2 separate regions of the Mus musculus genome follow, and region 2 is linked to region 1. A link is a contact called in public HiChIP or PLAC-seq data. All regions are on one chromosome and are shown on one strand. The core of a region is the stretch at or near the end of the contact, and the rest is flanking DNA. Distances in the headings are between cores, read along the strand shown.

Region 1 (6,248 bases), core at 3,140-5,639:
AGGGAACTCTTGGGATCTGCCTATTGTGATAGATGGATGCATTAAGTTCTCAGATAATCCTGCCTTGCTAGGACCCACCCTGTGTGTTGAGTGTCCCAGTGTCTATTGTCCCCACTCTCCCTGATATGGCTTCCCCTAAGCAGGACTCTTACCTCAAATCCCAATACTTTTAAACAGGATGTTAAAACAAGGTCTCTTTTATGCCTTAGACTTCTTGAAGAGGGGCCTTGCCTTGGAAGCACAGGCAACCTGAGGTCACTCCCCAGATAAAAAAGCTGGTGGTGGTGGCACCAGCTCCGGATTCCTTGTGCTAAGGAAGCTGAGGCAGGTGAAGGGCGCCTTGAGGCTCACTGGCCAGGGAGAGACCTTATCTTAAGGAATGAGGTAGATGGCATCTGATGATCAAGAGTTGAGATTGTTTTCTGATCTCTATAAGCCCATGCATACCTGTTCTCACACATACACACACACACACATGCATGTGCATACACAGGTATGCACAAGTACACACACACAGGCACAAGAATACATGCATGTATACACATAGGCATGCAAACACTTAGAGGCAGGCACACATACAGGCATGCACACACAGGAACACATGTTAACCCCCACAAATACACACATATATACACATGAATACCCAAAATGCACAAACATGTATGTGTGCACTAGCACTTATGAGCATGTACATACACATGAACATGCACATACAAGAACACAGGCAGAGGAACACACACAGGCACACACATGAACACATATATGCACACATAACGTACACAGAGGCATGCATATACACATGAGCATACATACACATGAGCACAGATACACACACACAGAGGGCTCTCACACAATTCTCTATTTCTTCTATGTGTCCTACTAACTTCATTTAGTATAAAATAAAGCAATTTTTTGCTATCATTTAATTTTATTAGAGCCTCTCTTTAAGTTGAATCCAAACAACTTAGCTTTATGCTAAGTAATTAAATGTGTGATGTCATGAGTTTGGTATGCTGGTTACATGTGTTAGGGAGAAAAAAATAACTTGGTCAGTAAAATTTTTTTAATGTTATTCAAGTAGCACCTAAGATTGTCACAAGAATACCAATTATGCACACATGTCACTTTGAATAGGCTGGTCTGGGTCACCAAATGAACCTGGTAAATTTAGCTAACAGGGAAGGGTTGGACAGCTTTCCTTGGGTCGCAGACAGCTAAGCCTATTTGAATGGTATCCTTCCAGAATGAAGCAGTCGCTTTAGCATCTAGGGAATGCCGGCGCACTAGAAGGCAGCACCACAAGGAAAGATGCCGGGGTCTAGAAGCTGTGGGTCTGGTGAAAGATCCTGTGCAGTCAGTCATGGACCTGCTTCTCGGGTGGGGGAGGGGGCTCACTTCTGGGAAAGGAAGATGATTTCCTGAAAGTGTGCTGGTCGCAGCTTCCTCCTGGGAGTTGTCTAAGGGAATGATTAACTACAATTAAATAATTCGTTCTTGCTGCGTGGAGTTGCACGGGTGCCAGGCAATTTCATTGCCAATCAGTGTCAGAGCTGTACTGAGGGATGCTTGTCTTCCTCTCCTGACCCCTCCCCTAAATCCATTTTCATACATTCTATTGTGATGTACTAACAGTCCAAAACCATCCCCCCATCCCCCTCCTCTTTCCCTGTCACATTCGATAAATATGGGGCAGTTATCTGACTAATGTTGAGCCAGAATCCTGACCAAACCAAACCATGGCTTTAATGAGTAAAGCAACATTTAATATTTTCATTTTTTTATATGTACATATATGTCTGTACCTGATGCCCTCCCAGGCCAGAAGGCTCCAGTCCTCTGCAAATCTAGTTACAGATGGATATGAGTTACGGTGTGGGTGCTGGGAATTGAACCTGGGTCCTCTGGAAGAGCAGCCATCCCTCCATTCCCCACATTTAAAATATTTTAAAACAGGTACTGATATTTTAGGGGAAGGTGCAAAAGCCACCAGGTTGAGAATTGTCCATTTCCTGCCAGGCTGCCAAAATTCTTAGGGTTAAAAACATTTGCTTGGTGACCAGCTCCACTGGAAACTCTCTTTGAATTCTTCATGTTCGTGGAACCTGACTTGAAGAGGGTCATGATGTAGGACTGAAAAGCCGAGAACTCACACCCAGGATTGCCTGCTGGTTGGAAGTGGGAAAGCATAGTAAAGGTTCCTATCAGTGGGGGATGATGAAAGGGCCGAGACAAGAGACCGAGTCTTTAGCGTTTCTTAGAATTCTTGTCTTTTTAAATCCATCTTGCTTATTGATCTGTCCTTCCTGACTGAGGTACAATATATGAAACAGAAAGGGTTTATTTAGCTTTTTTTAAGATGGAAGAAAATGCAAAAGTGATGCCAGGCCCTGCTCATGAGTGATGTCTAGTTTGAAAGAGGCAATTTAAATCCTATTTTTGTGGGAACTGATCTTTGTGGATGCGCGAGTGTTGACAATCGAACCCTTTCTCCCTCCAGCTTCAGCGACAATGGGATTATGAAAGCAAGTTGGGCTCCTCGGAGGACTCAGGGACGGATCGATTCTCCTCCAATACCAGTGGAAGCTCAGGGCGCAAATTCAAGTGATTTCAAGAAAGAAGCCACAGACCTAGAGCCCTACCTCGTGTCTGTGTTAAGCCATTGAGACAGGAGTTCCAAGAAGGCTTTGATGGATTGTGCACATAGGGAAGATCTTGCTAGAAACTTCCCTGGGCTTCCTCCCTTATTCTTGTGTGTGTGCGCGCGCACACACGCACGTGTGTTGATGGGGAAGGGGTTTGTCATAAACATGATTAATGTTCCTTTACAAAGTGCCCAGGTTCACATTCTGCTGTTAGAACCTCACAAACGATAGCATGACCTCCACCTTAGTGGGCTCCAGAGTTATGTAGCCTGTCCTCTACCTCAGAGAAAGACCTTTCTGTTTTCCCTGTGCTATGACCCAGAAGGCCTGTAGCAGTTCCCTCCACTCAGGGAAAACTGGCTTTGCAGCTGGCTCCGCCTTCCGCGGCGCCCATAGGCCTGCGCCTCCCTCTTCCCGCTGCATCTGCCCTGGCGGGGTCCCCTCACAGCCGTGTGGTTGCCCTGCCCGAGAGCCGCTAAGGGACCTGGCAAAAAGGAGCAAGGCCACGGAATAGTTCCCTCCCGCTGGCAGCCATTCCTCTGCCACCCGGCGCTTCGGGGCCCCGATCCAGCCTGCACCCCAACCCACGGCTCCTGTTGAACAGGAAACACAAACGTCGCACCCTAACCCCCTAGCCGCACCCCAGGACCCAACCCTTAATATGTTTTTTTCCTTTAGCCCCAGGTTGGGCTAAATACATTCGCTGGGAGCCATCTGGTCTGCTTCCCCTTCATGTGGTTTCCATTAAACTCGCCAGAACCGTGCAATGTAAATGCAGCCCTGGGCCACTCCGGAGCCTCCAACAGTCTGCCCTGCGCAGGCAGAGCGAGGGGACCTCTGGGCAGACGCCCAGGCTGGCACCCAAGGACCATGCCCCAGTGACTGTGCATCACCACTCCTAAGGAGGCATTTATCCATGGCAAGGCTTTCTTAGTGCCCCAGTGTTCAGCTTTTGCTACATGCAAGCCAGAGTTTGTTAGAATTCTGTTTCCATTCTAAAAATCAATGTCAACAGCTTTACAGACAAATTTACAGAAATAACCTGGCCACAGAAACTCAGCGTGACCAGCAGCATGTCGGGAGGGCTGAGTCTGCCTTCTATGCAGACCGCCTTCTTCCCTGACTCCCCCTACCCCCATAGGAAAAAACAGAACAGAAAAAAAAAAGTTAGCTTATGGAAAAATACTGACTCACGCAGTGAATTAGGGTTTATAGTACAAGATAAAGGAGACAGGCCGATTTAAGGACTCATAATGTGCTGTATTTGGAAAGTTCTTCAGGTTTATCAAAGATTAGTCCGTTTATTGAGGAGACTGGAAAAAAGGGGGGGACGGGACGGGAAGCAGCAGGGGACCAGCCACAGGCACTTCCAGGCAGTGAAAGAGCCTCTGGTCAGAAGGAATTAACTTGTAGCCGTCCTGTTTTGTCCAGGGTCCTCCTTTTCCTCTGTCTCCACCACCAGCCTAGGTTTCCCTCCCTCCCTTTTTTCCTTTGCTTTCTTTCTGTTCTCTTCCCACCCCCACCCTGGCCAGGGGATTTTATTTGGGATTTTAAAATGAAACCAGGTGCTCCGTAAAACAAAGACAAAGTAGTAACAAGGAAACACGATCCAAGGCCTAAGGAATGCGCTGAGTTTCATGACTCAGGCTGTCCTGGCAAAAAAAGTAGGAGTGACATGAGAGGTGGGTGGCACCGAGCACAGACCATACATGGCAGCCCTGGCCTCCCCTGATAGGGTGGTCAATGCAGCCTGTGACTCACTTTGTAAAAGGCTTCCCAGGCTGGAGCCAAAGGATCAGCAACGGTTCCCTGAGGGGCAGATCCACGTGATAGGGCCAGGGCTACCCTGAGGTTTGGGCATCACATCCTAGGCAAAATGCCACCCTTTTCTCCAGGAAAGAGGCAGGCTTAGCAGACTGCCAAGTGCACTGGTGCCTTCAGGAGATTAACAACCTGCGGGCTTTAAAGTGACAAGGTCTCTCTCTCTCTCTCTCTCTCTCTCTCTCTCTCTCTCTCTCTCTCTCTCTCTCTCTCTCTCTTTCTCTCCTCTCTCTCTCTCCTCCCTCCCTCCCTCCCTCCCTTCCTCTTTCTCTCTCTCTCTCTCTCTCTCTCTCTCTCTCTCTCTCTCTCTCTCTGTATGTGTGTGTTGGGGGGGGGTGTGGTTGGGAGTTCTAAGTCTCTAGGATCGCTGAGGTGCCTTGGTTAGAGGGGGGTTAGGCTGCTCCTGGGAGAAAGTGGAAAGCTTGCCCATGGTGGGGCAGGAGAGGGGGTTCTGGGCGCCATTCCTCAGCAGTCAGGGCAACCAGCTCAAGGGATGCGTTATGCATAAACATGCAGGGAGACACCTAGGCAGACATCCACACATTCTCAGAATTCCTTTTAAATGAGCAGGGATGGTGTGAGGTACACTTTTTGTGTGTGTTAATAAGAGACAGGCTAAGAGTACTAAAAAGGTCCCTCCTAGCAGGGTGGTAGTGGGGGCTGAAATCGGACGGTAAGGTTCATCCTGGCCTCTCGTCATTACCTCTGCATGAGTAGAAGCAAGTGGTGTCCCTCACTCCTGAGAAGGCTGTCACGTTTCGAGTGAGAATGACTGACATAATGAGGTTTCCACATGCAGAAGCTGCACGGACTGGAGGCTTGTTTGCCTTCTCCTCTTTCCCATTCTGTGAAATACCCACCAAACAAGCTCTGCTGACTAGTCCATAATTTCAGGGAAATCACTGCTTAACTTTGTCATCAAAGGCAACCTACCTGGAAAAACTACAGTCTAAGAATGATGACTTCATAAATATTTATAGTATGAACAGGCGTCACTCCAGTCCTGTTGGAAAATGGGCCCATTCAGCTTTCTTTAAGATGTGACACTTGGGTGAGTGACATCTGTCATCCGGATCAGCCCTGCACTCCGTCCCTCTGAAGCATGTTTATGGAGTGATTATGCCTCTGAATATTCGCTATATTTAGGTCTGCTCCTCTCCTCTCAGCCCTCCTAAATCCCCAAAGAAGCAAAAAGCCAAGTTACCGATGGACGGTAGACTTGAACCGTCATGACAAAGCACAGGCCCTTGAATGTGTACTACAGGAGCATTTGAAGAGCTGAGAATTCAAACGGGAAAGCCAGTTGCTAGTATAGTATTCTTTCGCTAGGGTGGCTTTGTTGGGACTGCTGTCACAGGTGAGGGCTCTCAGCTGGGCCTAGAGGGCAAAAGCAGGGAGGTGCACAGGGAATTGTCCCCTCTCAGGAGCTCCCTGTGGCCCACACCAATCAAGCGGCCTACACTCAGTTCCAGAGCTCCGAGGGCAGGATTTGGCGAGGACTTTGTGACCTCAGTTGAGACAAAACCTCTAGCATAATTGGAGGCCTTCCCTCTTGGCCACACCTGGGCCTGGGTTGGGGTTAGCAGCTGTCCACCATCCGGGTGGAGATAATGGGCCCCCGGTCTACAGCTACAAATGCTCTGGCCTAAGCCTCTGCTGCCAGTCACAGGCCTGCTTTAGGGCCAGTATTTGCCTTGTGTCGGCTTGGTCTTCTATTGTTTATCCTGGGTAGAACCAGGTCTTGGCACAGGGGGCATGAAGCATTGCCAGAGTTTTATTTTTAGA
Region 2 (6,325 bases), core at 896-3,395, 390 kb before region 1:
CACACTGGGAGTCAAACCAGGACCACCTGGGTAAAACTCAGGAATCATAATCGCTAGACCACGTGGGCCCTGCAGGGTGCACTCTGAACTGCTCGGCCTTTCTCCTGCACCATGCTCCTTTCTTGACACAGGGTCTTATGTGCAGCTGCCTCTGTCTTTCAAATCTGGGACTGTAGGCCTTCCTCACCACCAATCTTGGAACAGGATAGAAGGATGGGAAATGAAAAGGTTCAGAGCAGGGAACAAATTCCTTTCCCCTGGGGTCTGTTAAAAGTTTGTATTTCCTGATGGCAGAGTAGTCAATAGTCTTAACAAAATCAAGATCTCCCTGAGAAGCGCATCTCAGAAAACCTTCTTACCATTTCATTTACAAAAGGACATTCCTTAAGAGAAGCGAGTGATCAATCAGGGTTCTATACATGGTTTTAAAGCTTTCGTTGACTTTGAATCTGGCTGTAAACAGCATCTCTGAGCGGGAGAGCTTCACAAGCCACAAACCCATAGGTGCAGCCAGTGTTAAAACGCTTAAGGTACTCGTCTCCAGCAGCTTGGCCAAGTCCGGGGGCTGTCACCCCTTTAGCCTCTTCCTTATCCTGCCTCTGTCTTTCCGAATGCCTGCCTCTACTTAAAGTACATACTGTCTCTCTTTACGATATTATCCTTTAAGCCAAGCAGTGGTAGCATACACATTTAATCCCAGCACTCTGGAGACAGAGGCAGACAGATCTCTGAGTTCGAGGCCAGCTCTGGTCTACAGAGTGAGTTCTAGGACAACCAAGGCTACCCAGGGAAAATCTGTCTTACATAAAATGAAATTTATAAAAAGTATTTTATTCTTTACTTCTTTGTGCATTGGTGTTTTGGTTCTTTTTGTTTATTTGTTTTTGCCTGCATGTATGTCTGTGTGTGAGGGTGTTGGAACCCCCAAAACAGGAGTTATATAGTTTGTGAGTTGCCATGTAGGTGCTGGGAATTGAACCCTGGTTATTTGGAAGAATAGTCAGTGTTCTTAACCACTGAGCCATGTCTCCAGCCCTAAAAATGTCATTCTTTTTACATTTATTTATTTGTGGTGTGTGTGTGTGTGTGTCTGTGTGTGTGTGTGTGTGTGTGTGTCTGTGTCTGTGCTCAAAAGCACAAGCACACATCCCCTATGTGTGCTTACCTCAGGAATCAGTTCTCTCCTTCCACTTCATGTGTCCTGGGAATGGAACTCAGGTTGTCAGCCTTGGTAGTAGGCATGATAACCTGCTGAGCCATCTCACTGTATCTGCTGTCTACTGGGAATTTTGTTTGTGTTTGAAACAAGGTCTCATGTATCCTAGGATGGCCTCTATCTAACCGGAAAACCTTGAATTCCTTGTGATCTGCCTCTACTTCCCACCAGCTTGCAGGTAAATGCCATCCCATCCTGTCCCTGCAATGCTTAGACCTGAACCAAAGGCCATGTGCATGCTAGGCAAGCACTCTACTGACTGAGCTGTGTCTCCAGCCCTCCTTCCTGTTTGTGGAATAATGTTGGCAACTTGTTGCAATCCAGTACTATTACTCAGGCTACCAGTGGGCTGGACCAATTTTCTTGCTACTGACACCAATGCCAGCCTGGCCCATACCTTAAAATTTCAACATAGTTTCAACAGACTTTTTATTAGTAAATTAAGACAAAATGTACCTTTAGCCATTAGCAAGCTTAATGGGCTATACAGTATTGCTTCAATAAGAAAGCCCCTGATAAGTATTCAAATTCTTTCAACCCTTATAATTCAGAAATTGTTTAAAATACGGATGCACATTTTGCCATTTAATAGATAAGGATATTTATGGAATGTTTATAAAATGTAAATCTCCCTTGTATCACTTAATGACACATGTTCTTGTTCTTCAGAAACAAGCATGTTACGATTACAGTATACTCATCTGGAGGGCTCAATATAGTTTTATAGTTCCCTGTTATAGATTTGTGGGGTTTCCCTTGGTGATATTCTTGTGCTTGATTCTCTGGATGCAGTGCTGTTCTACATATTTTGGATAGAGTCCTAGATAAAGGATTAATCAATCCAAAAATAGAAACATCTGGGGCAGAGGAGATGGCTGAGTGGAGAAAGCTTAGTGCACAGGAGTGTAGGCTGAAGTCTGAATCACCAGTGGGCTTGAGGCTGTCTGTAATCCCAGCACACTGAGAACAGTGGCAGGGGATCCCCAGGGCAAGGTGGCCAACCAGACTGGAATCAGCAAGCCCTAGGTTCAGAGAGCCACTCTGTTTCATTAGAGTGGAGAGCGAACAAGGCAAATGTCAGGTGGCAGCTTCAAGCTTACATACACACGCACACATACACAACCAAAGCACACAAGCCACATGCACACCACAAACACACACATGCAAAAATAAATAGCAAGTAGGTAAACATTTAAAATTCTCTTGCCACATATTGTTGCATTAGAAATTTCCAGAAATTCTGCATTGCCTTTTCTTTCCATCAGCTGGTGACCCGTCTTTCGTTGCCAGTTTTTGTTTTGTTTTGTTTTGCTTTGTTGCTTTATATTGTGAAAAAGTATACATAGCAGAAACTTTACTGTTAAGCCACGTTAAGGCACGCCATTCTGTGACACTTAAGTACATTCGATGTTGCCTGGCCATCACCACCAGCCATTTCCTGAGCCTTCTTATTCTCCTAAACTGAAAACAGTAAATACTTCCTTTTCTCTCAGACCATTCATTTTACTGCCTCTAAATTTATTTGCTCTGTGTATCTAAGTGCAACCATCCACTGTTTGTCTTCTGGGACTCCTCCCCCTCTCTCTTTGACTTAGTATAATGTCTTCCAGTTTCATTTTTTTTTTTGTGTGACCCACATTAGAATTTTCTCCTTTTAAAATGTTTTCCTCTGTGTGTGCATGTGTTTGTGAACATGCATGCATACATGTGGAAACCAAGGTCAGTGTTGAGAGTCTTCTTCTACAACATTGTACATTACTTTCTTTTTGAGACAGGGGTTCACTATGTAGCCAACTGGCCTTGAACTCACAGAGATCTACCTGCCTCTGTTTCATGAGTGCTGGAATTTAAGGTTTTAATTAACATGACCTTATATTCTTTGAGACAGGGATCTCTCACTGAAACCAAAGCTTGTGTTTTGATTAAACTGGCTAGCCAGGAAGCCCTGGGGGTTATCCACTAGGCTCTGAACCCCCAACACTGGGGTTACAAATGGGCAATGCCATGCCAGCTTTTCACATAGGTTTTTGGAGATTCAAATTTAGGTCTTCATGCTTGCACAGTGAGAGCCCTCTAAGCCTTTGGCTAGCCCAGTCTTCCTTTTTGACAGATGAACACTGCTGATTGTATGCACACAGGCACCACACTTTCTCCGTTCACAGAGCCACATGCATTCAAGTTTCTTCTATATTTTGTCTATCTAGCACTGAGGGTTTTAAACTCTATAATACATTGTTAATTTTGGGGGGAAATTCATAAATGTTATTTGAGCACATTCACCCTCCACTCCTCCAGACAACTATTCTCAGATTCACCCTAAACCTCCTCACCAATTTCATGTCTTCTTTTTAATTTTTTTCTTAATAACCCACTGAATCTAATTTGTGCTTCTCATATCTACTCGTCTTTGTGAGGCCACCCATTGGATCATGGTGGACCTAAGGGTCACACCCTTAAAGAAACCCACCTTTCCCTCCCCTAGAAGCCTGAGCTGGGCGTAGGGGCTCCTGAGCCCTCCCTCCGTGTCTAGCACTGATGTTTCCCTATGGAGTTCTCTTTATACTTGCTTGATTTGTTTGGGGCTGGAGAGTTGGCTCAGCAGTTAATAGAACTTGTAGCTTTTGCAGAGGACCCAGGTTCAGTTCCTAGTACCTACATGAGGGTTCACAGCTATTATTTGTTGTGATGCTGAGCAAAGACTCCTGCAGGTGAATGAATGTCCCCTCTACCTTTGGAAGGATTCCCAAGAGTGAAGCAACAGTAGACAGATGAGGTAGGCGAAGAGACACAGTTATGATGTGCATGGGAATGGCTTGGCAGCACCCAGGAAGTAGACAGTAAGTATGAGCTTAAAGAAAGGTCAGTGGAAGCTGGGCGTGGTGGCATACACCTTTAGTCACAGCACCCAGGAGCAGAAGCATGTGGATTTTTTTGAGTTCAAGGCCAGCCTGGTCCACATAGTGTACTCCAGACCAACCAGAGCTATATAGTGAGACCTTGTCTCACAGAAACAAACAAACCCAGAATCAACAAAAATGAAGGGTTAAAATGGGTCACGAGGAGAGGGAAGCAGGGACAGGGACAGTTTTAGAAATCTGGTACACTGAGTTTCAGGCAGCTTAAATGTGGCCAGAAAAACAGAGGCCTTGGACAGTGTCTTCCCAGGCTCCAGATCCAGTGCGTGCCTTTCAGGGTTTCTTCTGGCGAGAGTTGTTTAATCTTTACTGATTAATAAAGTTTCAGTAAGAATACTGGAGGCAATTTGTGTTCCTGTTAGGGTCTATCTCCTCAAGTAGATATGGGGACTTTCAGAGACTCACTCCCCACACTGGGTTGGGTAGGGAGAGCTAGGGAAGGTCAGAAGAACTTTGAATCTAAGCAGCTTCCAAGACCATTCAGTATGCCAATGCCAGTCTTTAAGTGATCATTTTCTAGATGCCAGTGCTGTCCCATGGGCACACACACACACACAGATACACACACACACAGACACACACACACACACACACACACATACACACACAGATGCATAGACAGACAGACAGACAGACAGACAGACAGAAGACAGACACCCATTCCTTCTGAATACTTTTGTTTTAATTTTGTTTTTGTTGGGTTTGTTGACAATGAAGTTGACTTTTTAATATGTTGATATATAATTGATATATAAATAGTTCTGTTGCTATGATCAAACACATGGCCAAAACTAACTTGGCTTGGTAGGTGTAACTTGCAAATCCTTTACGGTCTGTCACTGAGAGAAGCCTAGGCAGGAGCTCAGGGCAGGAACCTGAAGGCAGGAGCTGATGCAGAGGCCATGGAGGGTGCTGCTTACTGGCCTGCTACTCATATCTTGTTCAGCTTGCTTTCTTGTATCACCCAGGACCACCTGCCCAGGGGTGACACTGTCCACCGTGGGCTGAGCCTGCCCAAATCAATCAATCAATCCAGAAAATGCTCTACAGACAAGACTTTAGGTCAGTCTGATGGAGACACTTTTGTCAATTACTGATCCCCTGACAACTCTAGTTTGTGTCAAGTTAACAAAAGATGAACTAACACAATGGATGTATAGAATTCAGTCAGAAACATTAAGCCGAAAACATATTTTTGTATCCAAACTGAAAAGTTCTTTCTTTCCCTCTTTTTTTCTCTTGTGCAGTTTGTCACCATTGCCTTTGGGTGGCATTAAATCCTTGGGCAAATTAAATCCTCAGAAAACTGAGACTATATTTCATACCACGTGTGGTAAAATCTAGGACTGAAGGACTGGGTTCTTTCACTTGTGTAAGGAATATTTCTATCAACAGACATCAGAATTTACAGTCCTGTTCAGCATAGCGAAAGCTGGGGCTGAAGGGCATGAGGGGTGTGGGGAAATTGCCAACTTGATGGTTCTGATATTTGGATGTTGTGGCAGAGCCTGTGTTCTGAGATCTGGCTACTGTGTTCAAAGGCATGCTGTTGAACAGTACCTTTCCTGTTCCTTGCTTTTCTTTCCCTTCCCCCACTCCTCTCCTTTCCTCCCCCTCTCTTCTCTTTCCTTCTTTTCTTTCTCCCCTCCTTCCTTTCCTCTTTCCTGTAATCCCTGGAAGGACCCACATCTTCCACTGAACCTTCTGCAGGGTTGATTGATCGGAGAGAATGGAACGTTGCAAGTCCAGAGGCAAATCACCCTGGGTCATCTTTAGCCCCCCTGATGGCTGTGTGTTGCCTTTTCTCTCTGTGTGAGCTGGCATCTTGTGACCATTAGGTAAATCCTTTGGAATGTACAAACAGAACCACCTCAGCTATCTCCAACCAAAAGACTAAGAATGGCATCAGATAGCATCTGAAACCAATACCTGAGACGTCTGATTGTTCTGTGATCTGCCTTACTGATGTTTCCAGGAACATATTTGAAGTAGCTTGATTTATAATTTTCTTTGCTTTATTACTATAAAACTTAATTCAACCATTACCATGTTGGAACATGGAATTTATAGTAGCTTAAGTCTCTGTCCGCAAGCCATGGCCACTCATATTTGACTCCAGAATAAACTATTTCTTATCCCATTTGAGGTTAAGAGTTATTTTTGTGTAAGCTTTTCTCCTTCCCTCCCTCCCTCC

Evidence for each region. HiChIP or PLAC-seq counts read pairs in DNA pulled down with a chosen protein or histone mark.
Region 2: a contact with region 1 is called in a CTCF HiChIP or PLAC-seq map of the NIH/3T3 cell line, with 6 read pairs. The contact joins two enhancer-like sites. A contact is called at or near these places in 1 of 15 datasets of contacts at CTCF or cohesin (the NIH/3T3 cell line) and 4 of 115 datasets of contacts at active chromatin or transcription factors (the NIH/3T3 cell line, astrocytes, cardiomyocytes and 1 more).

The regions. Positions count from the first base shown.
Region 1 is chr8:79,207,007-79,213,254 of GRCm38.p6, reverse strand. It overlaps 1700011L22Rik (RIKEN cDNA 1700011L22 gene), which reads left to right. Exons shown (of 6, transcript NM_026315.1): 6 at 2,498-2,825. The coding sequence ends at 2,605. Among named protein-coding and RNA genes, the nearest start is that of Gm30271, 8.2 kb to the right of the region's middle. Within about 2 kb of position 4,389, at least 255 of the 459 cell types and tissues checked have an H3K27ac peak or open chromatin away from gene starts, as enhancers often do. A contact at or near this core is called in the NIH/3T3 cell line, where this site is marked.
Region 2 is chr8:79,596,376-79,602,700 of GRCm38.p6, reverse strand. No RefSeq gene overlaps it. Among named protein-coding and RNA genes, the nearest start is that of Otud4, 40 kb to the left of the region's middle. Within about 2 kb of position 2,145, at least 7 of the 459 cell types and tissues checked have an H3K27ac peak or open chromatin away from gene starts, as enhancers often do. A contact at or near this core is called in the NIH/3T3 cell line, where this site is marked.